2 separate regions of the Mus musculus genome follow, and region 2 is linked to region 1. Evidence: chromatin contacts called from public Hi-C data. All regions are on one chromosome and are shown on one strand. Each heading gives the region's core, a stretch centred on a gene start, on an enhancer-like site or on the middle of the called end of the contact. The rest is flanking DNA. Distances are from core to core; before and after follow the strand shown. Region 1 overlaps Mtss1 (MTSS I-BAR domain containing 1). Region 2 has its middle 67 kb from the start of Gm19510.

The links. A called contact is a pair of places that touch in the nucleus more often than the background predicts.
Region 2: a contact with region 1 is called in a Hi-C map of muscle stem cells, with 4 times the contacts expected there. The contact joins two enhancer-like sites. A contact is called at or near these places in 1 of 484 Hi-C or Micro-C datasets (muscle stem cells), 1 of 115 datasets of contacts at active chromatin or transcription factors (microglia) and 1 of 9 other capture datasets (embryonic stem cells).

The regions. Positions count from the first base shown.
Region 1 is chr15:58,983,210-58,989,613 of GRCm38.p6, reverse strand. The region is part of intron 3 of Mtss1 (MTSS I-BAR domain containing 1); the gene reads left to right. It overlaps Gm41330 (a long non-coding RNA gene), which reads left to right. Exons shown (of 2, transcript XR_875365.3): 2 at 1-718. Among named protein-coding and RNA genes, the nearest start is that of Gm41330, 8.1 kb to the left of the region's middle. Within about 2 kb of position 2,978, at least 72 of the 459 cell types and tissues checked have an H3K27ac peak or open chromatin away from gene starts, as enhancers often do. A contact at or near this core is called in muscle stem cells, where this site is marked.
Region 2 is chr15:59,725,065-59,731,521 of GRCm38.p6, reverse strand. No RefSeq gene overlaps it. Among named protein-coding and RNA genes, the nearest start is that of Gm19510, 67 kb to the left of the region's middle. Within about 2 kb of position 3,246, at least 184 of the 459 cell types and tissues checked have an H3K27ac peak or open chromatin away from gene starts, as enhancers often do. A contact at or near this core is called in muscle stem cells, where this site is marked.

The DNA of each region.
Region 1 (6,404 bases), core at 1,729-4,228:
TCTGATAGTGCTGTTAACCAGCAGAGCCCTCTTCCCCAGCTCTCGGTTTCCTCAGAGTCACTTGAGGAGGCCTCTCGATTTCTCTAGGCAGCACACAGATTGAGACTGTTAGCTTTTTAGGCGACTGGCCTGTGCTCCTCTCAGAAACCACTGGGCCTGTGTCCCAGGAGGGTGAAATTGAGACCGGGCTTGCAGGCCTCACACAGACACCTCTGTGGGGTTCTTGTGGGTCAAAGACTGGGGAACGAGTCACTGTGCATCCTCTGTGTATCCCCTGTGTGTTGTGACCTTTCTCGGGATCTTTGGGATTTAGTCAGTCCATTGCCCTCTTCGAGTACCTCAGGTTTTTAGGGGGGAACACCTGTTCATCAGAGGCAACAGGGACCATCTTGGGGGTAGAGGGCCACTATCCCTGGGGGACATAGCAGAGCAGGGGAACAAAAAGATACTGCTTTCGTCTGTGTCCTTCTGGAAAACACGCCCAAAGCTTGTGTCCCTTCAGGGGGAAGTGGCTGCCAAGATGACAGAGTGTCAGCATGTCTATGACTCCTCCTGGACCAGATGCGCGTGTCCTGCGAGTTGTTGCTGTGAGGCCATGTGACCTCGGCACCCTCTGTTCGGTGATCCTATCGTCCAGCCGGCAGGCGATTTCGAAAGCTACCAAACACCTCTGAAAAGACAAACTGAGTCTTTTTTTTTTTTGTGTGTGTGTGTAAATTTGTGTCGTTCCCTTGCCCTCAGTGATCCTCCCCCCAACCTTTCTAGTGATTTGTTCTTCTTTTTTCCCCAGCACTCAGCAAATATTTTCTGAGTGCTGTTCCGTGCCAGGCTCTGTACAGAGAACAGGGGTCTCCGCCTGCCTGAAGAGAGAGGGGCAGGCGGTGGGACAGCCCTCGGTGTCATGGAGTGCAGAGATCTGACTCAGATAGAGCAAGGCCTCTGCAGACAGTGTTCAGGGGTGCTGTTCACTCTGGGTGGCACCCCACAAGGCCCTGGAAGGGCTTGCAAGCCAGCAAAGAGGACACCATCCTCTCAGGGGAGGGGCAGTGCCTCCAGGTGTCTAGAGGCAAACAAGAGAGACGACAGATTTGGAAAACTGATGGATGCTGTCACCTGTAGTGTTGGCAGTCTGTGACAACTCTGTTTTCCCAAGAAGACTCGGGTGCCAGGTTAAAAGAACATTTTACAGCTCTGCCCTGTTAACTTTAGTAGATGTCAACTCCATGAAACTGAGGTGAAATCTATCCTCCCCCCCACTATTACCCCTGATAAGCATGTACACTGAAAAGCAAACTTAGCAAACATCTATCTACATCATTCGAAGCAGAGCATTTCATCCTCACGTCTTGCAGCCATCCCACCCTAAACTGCCACACACCATCACTGTGGAGTGCCATCGAAGGTGTGCGGCCGTCGGTAAGGCTGACTGGCGTGGCATCTGCTCTCTTTGTTCTTCCAAACCATCCATCAGCGAGCTTGTTAACAGACGATCTTCCTGTTTGCCTTCTTTCTTGTCTCACGTCTGGAAGGGCTCCTCTTGTGTTTGCCTCGCCACTTACAAGCAGGCAGCTTTGTTAACAGAGAGCTGCCCCCGCGGGGAAGGCACACGGACGAGCCTCAGACTTGGCATCGGTTTTAAGACAGAAAGGAGTGGCATTGGATTCCCGGGCCTCTGTAGTCGTTGCTCAGACACGGTGCAAGAAAGCAAGTGCGACTTTGGAGCGGCTCACCGCACCTCCTCTCCCAGCTGCCCGAGTCTTAGATTGGTCAGTTGTAGATCATGGAAACACTGTGCATGGCAGAAATCGGTCGTGTGATGATGGTAAGCCGTATGGCCAGTGTTCACTCATGGCATGAGAGCGCGCCAGAAGTCTCGTGAGAAGGGAGTGTCCTGGGATGATGTGCTTTGCTGTTTGCAGAGTGGGTTCTGCACTGCCCCCATAGAGAACAGCTTCACTGACTAGCAATGGGTCGGACCCATGGGCTTTGGAAACACAGGACCTGAAACATCAAGAATGCTGTTTTAAGAAGAGTTCAGGTGGAGTCTGTGCAGAAGGGGCACTTCTACAGAATGCTCTACACAGGAAAGAAACCATTCAGGCCCACGTGAAGGACCACATCACTGTCTCTCTCCCTGCCTGTCTTTGGAGCGTCCCTCTCCCGTATGACTTATCACACACACTGACCTAGTCGGTCTAGACTGCTTGGCGTAGGTTGCCGCAGGGAAAGTGACTTTAGCGTAGTGGTAAAGCTGCGAGCAGCCTCCTCCAGTTAGGAGGATGAAGAAACCTGAAGTTTGCCATCTCCATTGTCTGTCTGTGGCTCTTCTCCCTGTCAGTCTGTCTGTCTGTCTGTCTGTCTGTCAGAGATCTAATTCTTAGTCTGTTATTCCCACTTGACATACGGCTTTCTCAGGCCTTTGAGGTCTATAATCTGGCCCACTCTGGTATGAGTCTTGAGTAGGCCCCAGGGGCGTGGGGTGAGGACGAGGACCAGAGGCGGTGTAGAGCCTCTCTTCTGCCCTCTGTCTGGAATGCCTCAGATCAGAACATGTGTAAAGCATTACTCCCTTGAAGATTTCTGGTTTAGGTGAGATCCCTTTCTGTAATACCCAGATGACTTTTCCAGCACTTTCCAAACTGCCATCAGTCTGCCATAAGACGTGAGTGAATTGGATTGTGGGTCTTTTGTAATTGGCTGGCCGGGGATAACTGAGGTCAATGAACTCAAGAGGGTGAATGATTATTTATGTGCCGAGGGTTGAAGGTGAAACTCCTGGCATCCTGTGGCTCTTTGGTGGGGACTTGCTATATAGGATGGAAGAGTAGAGGCAGAGACCCTACCCCTGGAAGCTGCCCCCTGCTTCCTTCCCTGGCCGCCAATCTGCCTGAAGGTCACTTTCTTGCCCTCCCCCTGCTGCCTGCACGCTGACCACACAGCCTTTGCAGCTGTTGCTTAGCTGCTCGCTTACGTAATCCCGATTGGGAAATGTCAGGATTTGCTTTGGACCAGAGGTCAGCTGGAATGCCCTTCCTTAGGCTTGGATCTCTGATTGTTTGCTAACCCATCCCGGTTCTCTCACAAAGATGTCGGAATTTGAAGTGACAAAGCAATCAAGATTTCCTTTTCAACAGCTAAGTGCTCAGGGAGTGAACTGAGAAGGGCTCAATTCTATCCTTGATCCTATCGCTGTTGATTCTGAGTTACAACCGCAGAAATCCCTCCATACTCAGAAAGGGATATTGTGGGAGAGCGGGAGGGAGTATAGACCATCCTGGTCCTCTCTGTGTGCCTATGATCCTCTTACGTCTTAATGCCCGTGGCATTAAACAGTGGTTCTCAACCAGTGGGTCTCGACCCCCATGGGGGTTTCAAATGACCCGTTTACAGGGGTTGCATATCAGATATCCTTCATATAAGGTATTTGCATTACAATTCATAATAGTAGCAAAATTACAGTTAGGAGTCCCAACGAAATGATTGTGTGTGGTTGGAGGTGACATCACCACGAGGAACTGTGTTAAAGGGTGGCAGCATTAGGAAGGCTGAGAAGCAGTGTTATAGTGTGCTTCTTTGTCCCTGACGTCGACGGATAGCAGGGGTGGCCTCATCCGCTTCTGTCCCTTACATGTCGGGCACTGACCTCCTGAGATCTAGTCATCCAGCCAAGCACAGGGTGTCAGAAAGCACCAAACATACTGGTGGGCTGCCTTCCGGCAGCGTGGAGCGAAGCAGGTGGGGAGGTTTTACTGCCTGGAGCAGGAGACTGAAGAAGCCACAGAAGCACCAGCAAGAAACACAGGGAACAGAACCTGAACCAGTGTCCTTCTCCAGTACTGAGCCAGTGTCCCTCTCCAGTACTGAGCTGCAGTCCCTCCTATATACTCACTGCAGAGCAGTGCACACACCATTACAGACTGTCACAGCTCCATGATGGAAGCTGGGAGCTCACGGTGTGTCTGACTTTAGGGCAGATCAGCTGCACCATGTGGGCAGAGGTGATGTAGGACCATGAAGACCTTTGTGCAAATGGGAGTGTGAATTCAGGGAAGGTGGAAGGGCCTGGTGTTGAGGCCCTGGGCCTAGACTACCAAAGCATTGGAAACTCTGGAGAAGGGCCAGTGTGAGTACTCTCCCATCAAACTGAATATCAGGCTCCAGCGCTCACCAGGCTGGGGAAGGAGGGGGAACCATCTCAGACTCCCCTCAGCTTCTCTTTCACCCTCAGCTTCTCTTTCACCCTCAGCTTCTCTTTCACCCTCAGCTTCTCTTTCATAGCTGTCCCAAGAGCAGAGACCAAAGCTGTGCTGACAGCTGGGATTCTTTGAGGCTGTAACATTTAAGTTTAAGTGTAAATGCACATGTGGATAGCTTTACATATCAACCATTCCCCCCGCACAGAGTCGCAAGCGGTTGGCGTAGGTACGGTGGTGAGCCTCACATCTCCAGACCTTTATCATCTTGCAGAGTAAGACTGTTCCCTGTGTACCTCCCCCGATCAGACCCTGGTATCCACTCTTCTCCTTTCTGATTCTACAGAGGACACAGTATAGTGTTTGTCCCTTAGTGAAACGCTGCTTTTACCAACAGGATGGCCTTATCTTGAAGGCCGCCTCGGTAACCTCTGCCTCCTTCCTTAAGGCTGAATGGGCATCACAGGTGCCAGCTATGAGGCTGCAGAGGTGACTACCGTGCCACAAGCTCTGTGCTGCTGGCTCTCCGTGGCCGTGTGCGCTCTGTCACATGTAGATAAAAGGGGCACGGTTACATTGTTTTCCCTTCCATCCTTCCATTTAGTTCCCAGAATACCACCAAGTGACATGGTGCTGTTTCTCTTTAGAGTAGCCGTGACAGTTGCAAAGTTCTCAGAAGCATGGATAGCTAGAAATCAGTGGCAGGCTGTGTCTGAGACCGGAGACTAGGCCTTCCACTCTGACTCTGACTCTGACTCTGACTCTGACTCTGACTCTGACTCTGACTCTGACTCTGTCTCTCTCTGTCTCTGTTATCTCTCTGTGTGTGTGTGTGTGCGTGCAAGTGCACTTACCTGTGTATATATGTGTATGTGGAGGCCAGAGGTTAATGCCAAGTGTCCTCCTCTGTTGCTTTCCGTCTTATTTTTTGAGGCAGTCTTCCTCTGAATCTGGAGTCTTGGGTACTCTGGCTGGCCAGGGAGCTCCACATACCCTTCTGTATCGTGAGACTTCCCTTTTGTCCTCAGTCACCAAGTTTGGGAGTAAGCACCCTGTCTGGCAGTCTTTCACCCGAGCCAGGTAACATCTGTCAAGGATGCTGAGGATACACTCATGTCACTTGAAAGCAGCCTCACCCAGCCTTTAGCTGCCCCGGCTCTAGCTGCTGAAGATGTTTTTACAAAGTGGCTACAAGAAATTGCAGGCTCACTGTCGAGTATAGCATTTGGTAGGTCCATCCGTCCCTATCCTCTGGCAAGCAGTTGTCATGGTAACGGATCTACTCCCAAGCAGGCTTCCTAATGGCGTAGAAGGGACTTGACACTTCTTCCTGAGGTTGTTGGTAATTATCTTCTCAAAAAATAAGTTCTGAGTATTGGGAACATTTTAATGGGCTTGGTTCTGTCCTTGGGGGAATATGTTCTCTGCGCTGCTCCCGTTTCTCTCTCTTCCTGTACATGCTCTTTAAGGAAGAGCTGTTATTCTCTTGTTAATAGCCTGCCTTTATTAGGCATGTAAATACTTAACTTTATTGGGAAGGCAGGCAGAATAGCCTGTGTCAGGCATCCGTAATTAGATTAGCTACTATGCGCGCACATTTTCCGTAACCTCTACTTGCAGAGACATGGCTTACCAGCCTTAGGGTCTTGAAATCCTGTGTCCCTTGGTCTTCCCACAAGCAGACAGAAGGGTCTCATGGGTGAGTCTAACCTGTATTCATTGCTTTCGCTAGGAGCTCACTTTCATCCCAGCAGCGGAAATGTTGGGAACATCTGTTTTCCATGTAGCTAATTTCCCTGCCCCACCCCCTTTTACTCCTGTCTCTCCTTCATTTGCAAAGACCTACTGAGCCTCCCTCCCAGACCATACACCTTGCTAGACACTCAGAATTCAAGAATGGCTTGGAAGCGGGTGCTCTCCATAGGAGGTCCCCATGTGATGGAGAACATGGGCCCACGGAACAGGAAGTCCCAGACACCAGGACGACTGTGACAGTATACACATAAGAGAAAAGGTGCAGACCACCCTGGTCTCTTGAATTCACTCACTCCTCCCGTGAGGGTTAACACGGTCATGTTGATGGAATCTAGAATCGCCCCAGAGACCTCTGGGCATGTCTTTGAGGGAACCTCTTGAGTAGATAAATTACAGAGAGAAGACTCACTCTAACTGTGAGAAACAGAAGAAGAAAGCAAGCGGAGCACTGGCGTC
Region 2 (6,457 bases), core at 1,997-4,496, 740 kb before region 1:
CCTGGATACAGATCTTAATCCCAGCTGTTGGATTACACGGGTGTGGGACTGAATGCATATGTGCCCATACCTGGCACGTACGAGCACCAAGGAAATGGCAGGTATCACATGAGATACCAAGATGACACAACATGGGCAATCTCTCCCTGCTATTGGTTGATAGCAGTAAGGCACCGCCTCCTGGCAGAGGAACCCAGACAGCAGAGTAGGTGCAAAGCTGCCTGCTTGAAAATAGACATTGTGAATCGAGCACTAATCCGGCCCTGGGGGAGCTTAGATTCCAGAGATGAGTCACAAACCCGGTTAGTGCTCAAAGGGGTGGAGCCCTGGTTATTATACAAAGGGGTGGAGTAAAGACAACGGTGCTCAGAGATGAGAGGTGAATCTTCCAAGTGGAGAGACCAAATACCCTCAGGATCCATGTCTACATGTTCAACAAGGGAGCCCCAGGCCCCAGTACACCCTTGACCTGAAGATGTGCATTACAAATAGACATGGGACAATGAGGGAATGCATCTAACCCCAAGGAGAGTCCAGGGATACAGCGGCTGCCAGACAGGTGATGCAGGAACGGAACCCCATGGAAATCTCTACAGAGACTCCAAGACCGAGTTTCACTAAATGAAATCTAGACCCAGGAGAAGCAGAACCAACTGTCTCATCACCTCTTTAGTCCTGTATGTGCCCAGGAAATTAGGAATAGGAATTCAGATGTTGAGACGTGGATTCTGATCTTGGCTCGTCTCCTTGTCCCTCAAGCCTATCTGATGGAGTGGACAATACAGTTTGCAACCTGATTTCCAGTACTGTAAGTCCTCTGCTCTGTGAGCTCCTTTTCTTCCCTCTCACCCTTCTGATTGCCCCAGGGTGGCCCATTACCCACTGCTCTTGTTAATTTTTTCTGAATGTTTGGTCCAGAAACAGAGTCCACAAAAACCTAACTGAGTTTGAAGTGTTCTTACTACTACTACTGTGAAGAGGATGACTTCAACACTCCGTGGTACAAACAACCTCCCCCCTTTATTTTGTTACTGGTTTTGTGGGCCAAGAATTCAGAGCTAAAAGTCCTTGCTCTAGGGAGGGGCATGCCTCATGAAGATGGACTGTATCCATCTGAATGCCGATGAATGACTGGGCTTCCCGGATACATCCAATCTCAGTCCGGGATGCTGGCAGCTAAGGCTGCCTCTGGTGAGGCGGTCAGAGAAACCTCTACAGTATGGCTGTCTTGAGGCTGTCAGCCCTCTTACCTGCATTTCGGAGTGATAGAAGAAAACCATGTAGGAGTTCTGTGGGCTTTTGAGAGACTAGGGCCTCAAAGAGCCAAGCCTCTGCTGTCTTCTATGAATCTGACTCACAGAGACCAGCTCGGATTCAAAGGAAGGGAACACTGGCCTTACCTATCATTGAAAGGTGGGCCAAAAAATGTACAGAGTTATCCTAAAATGATCCTACCCTGTCCATGAACCCCCTCCCACAGTGCCCTTGAGCACAACTGCGAAGGGAAGGGAAGGGAAGGGAAGGGAAGGGAAGGGAAGGGAAGGGAAGGGAAGGGAAGGGAAGGGAATCCCAAAATTTAAGTGTATTGCCCTGACAAAACCTGTGAATAGAACTCTCATCTCTGGGTCTTTATGCACCATGAGTTTGGACTAACTGTGGGCTGCATCCAACATCTTTTGTAGCATAAAGATTGGTCACTCTGAAGTTGTTTTATCTCTGAAGGGAAACGAGCAGCAGATACCTAAGAACTTCCTTTTCCTCCAAGACGGATCGACCCAGTGCCTTTTTCCAGCTGACCACAGCAAATCCTGACTCTTTCCACCTCTCTGAAGCCCATTTTATCTTTTGAAAGATAAAACTGATAATGATCACTTCATCTGTCTTCCCCACCCCGTCCCGCCCGGAGCTCTGGTAAGATGACGGACACTGTGATAACCTTTGTTAGATAGCAGTAGGTTACACTTGTTTCTATCTTCTAAAGAGCTGGAGTGAATTGGGCTAGGAGCTGGGGCCCCCAAAGGATCAAGGAAAGGGCCTGGTATCATTAGGATGTAATATGATGATATCAATGTAGGCCCAATAGACTTCAGAAAGGTGGGAAGAGGCGGGGTTTGCTGTTAACTGGTCAGCATTCAGAATGTCCCAGGCTTCTGAACCACTTTCAGTTTTGCAACGATCATCCCATCCATCAAGTCTATTAAGAAGTCATGAAGAAACTCAGGCGCACATCAACTAAAAGACAAACCTACAAACACACAGCTAATGAGCCAAAATGCCTGGCTATCCACCCTGGTCTCTTAGTGTCTACTGAGGAGTTCTATAAAGCCCTCTACTGGGGGCCTTGTGGGTCTTCCTCACTCTTGTGACAATCTCCATTCGCACCGTCCCCCACCCCCACCCCCGCCTCACCCTGAGAGCTGGAATTACGGAAGTCTGCCATGGTGCCTGTCTTCCGCTTGTGTTCTTCACAGTGTGCTCAGCTGGCAGATACGGTTTCCTGATTTTACAGAAGAGAAAGCAGGGCTCAGCTGTCTGCAGACTCACTCCAAAACACCATACGGGATGTGAACTTCACGCTAACTTCAAAGCTTGGTAGTTCCTAGCCACTTTCCTCTCTGCCTTGCTACTTGGGAAAGCATGAAGAGTTCTTTTCTACTGAATAGCTGCCAGAAATATCTCTCTTGGGTTATCCAGATGAGGAGACCCTCTGGGACTTGCAGGTTCAGAGCCTATGTCTCTTCACTTGAAAATGCACCCCATCTCTCCTTCAGTCCTGACAAGTAGCTTTTGCACATTAAGTAACAGGTCTCCAGCCAAAACTCAAGTGAGCGATGCAGGTCCTTCCATCTCTGAAAGACCCAGAGACCTAGGTCCCTGCAGTCTCAACTGTCAGACCTTGGGGACCACACCCAAATACTCTGGAAATCTGTAACTCGAACCCTCATTCTCCTCCCACAGCCTGGGGTACAGGCACTGCTGATTCATTTTAAGAAACTTTGCTTTCCACAGCAGCATAAGGAAGGACTGTCCCCTGCTAGAGCCACGTGTGTTTGCTATGATTCATCCTGTTGCCTGCAACCTCCTCAAAAAAAAAAAAAAAAAGGCCCTTACACAACCAGGAGCCTCTGGGAGCCACACAGTACAGGGGCTTCCCCTCTTAGTCACCCTCTGGGCCTAGGTCCACTTCCACGCAGCCACGAGAACTTGGAGGGACAAGCATATGCCCCAAAGAGGAACTGAGCACATTAGCAAACTGGGTGAAGGCCACCCCTCAGGGTCAGAGATGAGATGAGGCAAGACAGCAGCTGTGCTGATCCTGTAGAGCGAAATGTGCACGGTCAACAAAAGTTTCCGGCACACGGGGGCCCTGCCCTGTCCCCTCTGGCCCCAGGCACTCTGGGATGAGAGAAAATGACAAGGATGCAGCCTTGCTGTGCAAATGGAAATGTGGTGTGCTGTGCGGGTGGACCCTAAAGCTGATCTGTGAGCCCAGGCAGAAGCCTACAGAGATGGCCCCCATCTGGTGTGATCCTCTCTGTGGGAGCTTCACGGACACAGACACAGACACAGACACAGACACAGACACACACACACACACACACACACACACACACACACACACGTACACACACACGTACACACGCATGTGCGCGTGCACACTAGCGTCTGTGCTTCTTAGAGTCTCTATGCCGCTGTTTGCGCTGGTGGGTCTTGGTTGTCGATTTGTTTTACAACAGACAGAGAGGCTTGAGAGTGAATTGTCCAAACAACCCTTTTGCCTACAATAAAAAGTGAACCCAGAAAGAAAGGACACACACCTAGGTCACAAAATAACTAGGGGCCAGGTTAAGCCTGACCATGACCGTGGCCTGCAAAGTTGAAATGATTACCTCACATTACCTCTAACTAAGTCAGCCTCCTGCCCCCCCCCCGCCTTTCTCCCTCTCCCTCTCTACAATTCTACCCACTTTGCTCCACCTCTGAGCTCTCTTCCACCTCAAGGCCTTCGTACCATCCTCTCTGCCTTAACGCCAGGTTCATGACACTCTGCTGTAGCATCAGGTTCTCAGGTACCTTTGTCGGACTCTCTTCTGCATGGGTGGCCCTTCTGAGTTCCCAGCTTGGTGGGATCTAAAATCACTTAGCAGACAAGACTCCTGGGCAGAACTGTACAAGACTTTCTAGAGTGGGTTAAGTGACGTAGAAAGACCCACCCTACACACGTGTGCCACCATTCCACACCTTGGGAACTTAACGACTGCTTCATCTGTGTTTGTCAGGTGCTTGGGTGCAGTGGTCACACCCATGAGCCACAGCCCACCAAGATGGATGCCAGCTGTTAGCCTGTCCCCAGCGATACCCATTTCTCTTTAGGGATCAGTTCATAAACTTCAACAAAAAGAATAGGACCTCAGTTAATTCTCTCTACCAATAGAATCTCTAAAACAGGACCTCTAAGGGGTGCCTTCCCAACACTGGCACTGCTAACCAAAAGTGTGTTCAAATTCCTCTGGGAACCTGACTTCAGGAGTCACTGGCTTGTGTCCTTTTCACTGGTGGCTACCACCTTGTTTTCCACATGTCATGACTCCCATTTGTACACTTGTCTGTCAACTACAAAATGACTCCACAAATATACTTGATGTGCACAGCTAAGCGGATCTGAGTGTCTCTGTCATTTGTTCTGCATATGAAGCCCCTGGAAATAAGAAAAGCAAGCTGCTGCCCCAGACGGCACAGCTAATGGTGAGACCCAAATGGTCCTCAAAGCTCAGGCTTGGTGAAAGTGGATTTTAAACATTAGTCCCCAACCAATGTAGTATCCCCCACCTGGATACACTGGAAGATGGAAGATTTTACGTTTGAAGAAACACACAGTTCCCGCCTTGGCTTGTGGAGTTTAGTCCAGAAGAAGTTCTGAACAACCTTGTCCCCATTTCGGGTTTGCTTCTCCAGAAAGCAGAACAAGAGACAGCATTTCAGCTTCAGGAAGTTTATTAAGGCGACCTGATAAAGCAGGTGCTGGAAGAAAGGAGAGGAAAGATCGGTACTGGTGTGGGCTGCTATGGTCCGCTTGTGAGCAGGGTGACTTGTACCTCTTCCAGGACCTTGGGTTTCCTCCTACTTCCTTGGCCTTACTGTCACAGAGCTGAGTTGCCCCTGTTCTTAGCCTGAGGTAGGAGGCCAGGAATCTAAGCTTGCATGGGCCCATCCACCTACTCCTAGTGCCACAAAGTCCAGATCTGACCGTGAATGTGCCCAGGGGCACCAAAAGCTTATGCCCCAGAAGCATGCTGGAGTGAGTCCTTACCTGCCCTGGTGACAATCTTGAAAGTCGTCCAAGTGTATTTGTTTAAAAGGAAAAGCTGGCCACCCCCACACAGTTATGACCATCAAAGAGACATGATTATATGTCAGCGATTTCTCAGCAACTTCCTATGACTAAGAGCTGGAGCAAGAGGCCCTCCACCAGCCATAGCACTCATGGGATGCTTAAGTCTCCTTTTCCATGGGTCACTGGCTGACTTCTCTCAGTCATCTTACAGCTCCATGAGGCACCAGGTCATCCCGGGTGAACCCATGCTAAGTCTCTTATGAAGTTTCTCTTTTCACAGAGGTCCTTGGGAAGTCCTACTGACCTTCCCTCTTCCAGTGGGACAGCTAACAATGCCGGTGTCTGCCACCCAGACTCCTGGTTTTGTGCATCAGGACATTAAGGGGCAACAACTAGCCTAAGGCTCTCCACATTGTAGAGGCATCTAGGGTGTCTCATGGCCTCAAGTTGGTGGGATCAGGATAAGCCACATCAGGCACTTTTGCATAAAGAATGCAGGGTTACTTGTTCACAGATGAGTGTGTGTTTCCACACGGGGACACGGCAGAACCAGGGAAATCGTTAGGATGATGTTCATGTAGGCAGGGCCTTGTGCATATCATATGACTATAAAGCTGACATACTATGGACCCCAGCTCTCCCAGACTAATTCCACTGGGATTGAGTGACACTTTTGGGAGAATTTCAATCACGAGAGATCTTAAATTTCAGGAGAACCTAGCTAAGCCCCATTGACACCTTACCAGCTCAGAATCTCAGAAGAAAGCTGTTGACCCCACCTAGGCCTCAAGTTCTTTATATGTAGAATGGGGTCAGGTGGCACATAGAAACTTGGAGCAAATGTGATGCTCTTACCTTCATTCCTCATCAGCATCTCCTTCATCCCCAAGGAACCAAGATATGCACATGTGCATGCATGCACACACACACACACACACACACACACACACACACACACTATAGCACCACTACCATCATCTTAACCATGATCGTAGCCACAAATTATAGCTGTACAAAGTTGGGAACAATTGTCCCAGCCACCCATCTGGGGTCAGTGCCTAGTGAGGAAGAGGATGCGACTGGACTGGGCATCTCCAAGGTCAAGCACCGAAACCTGGCCCC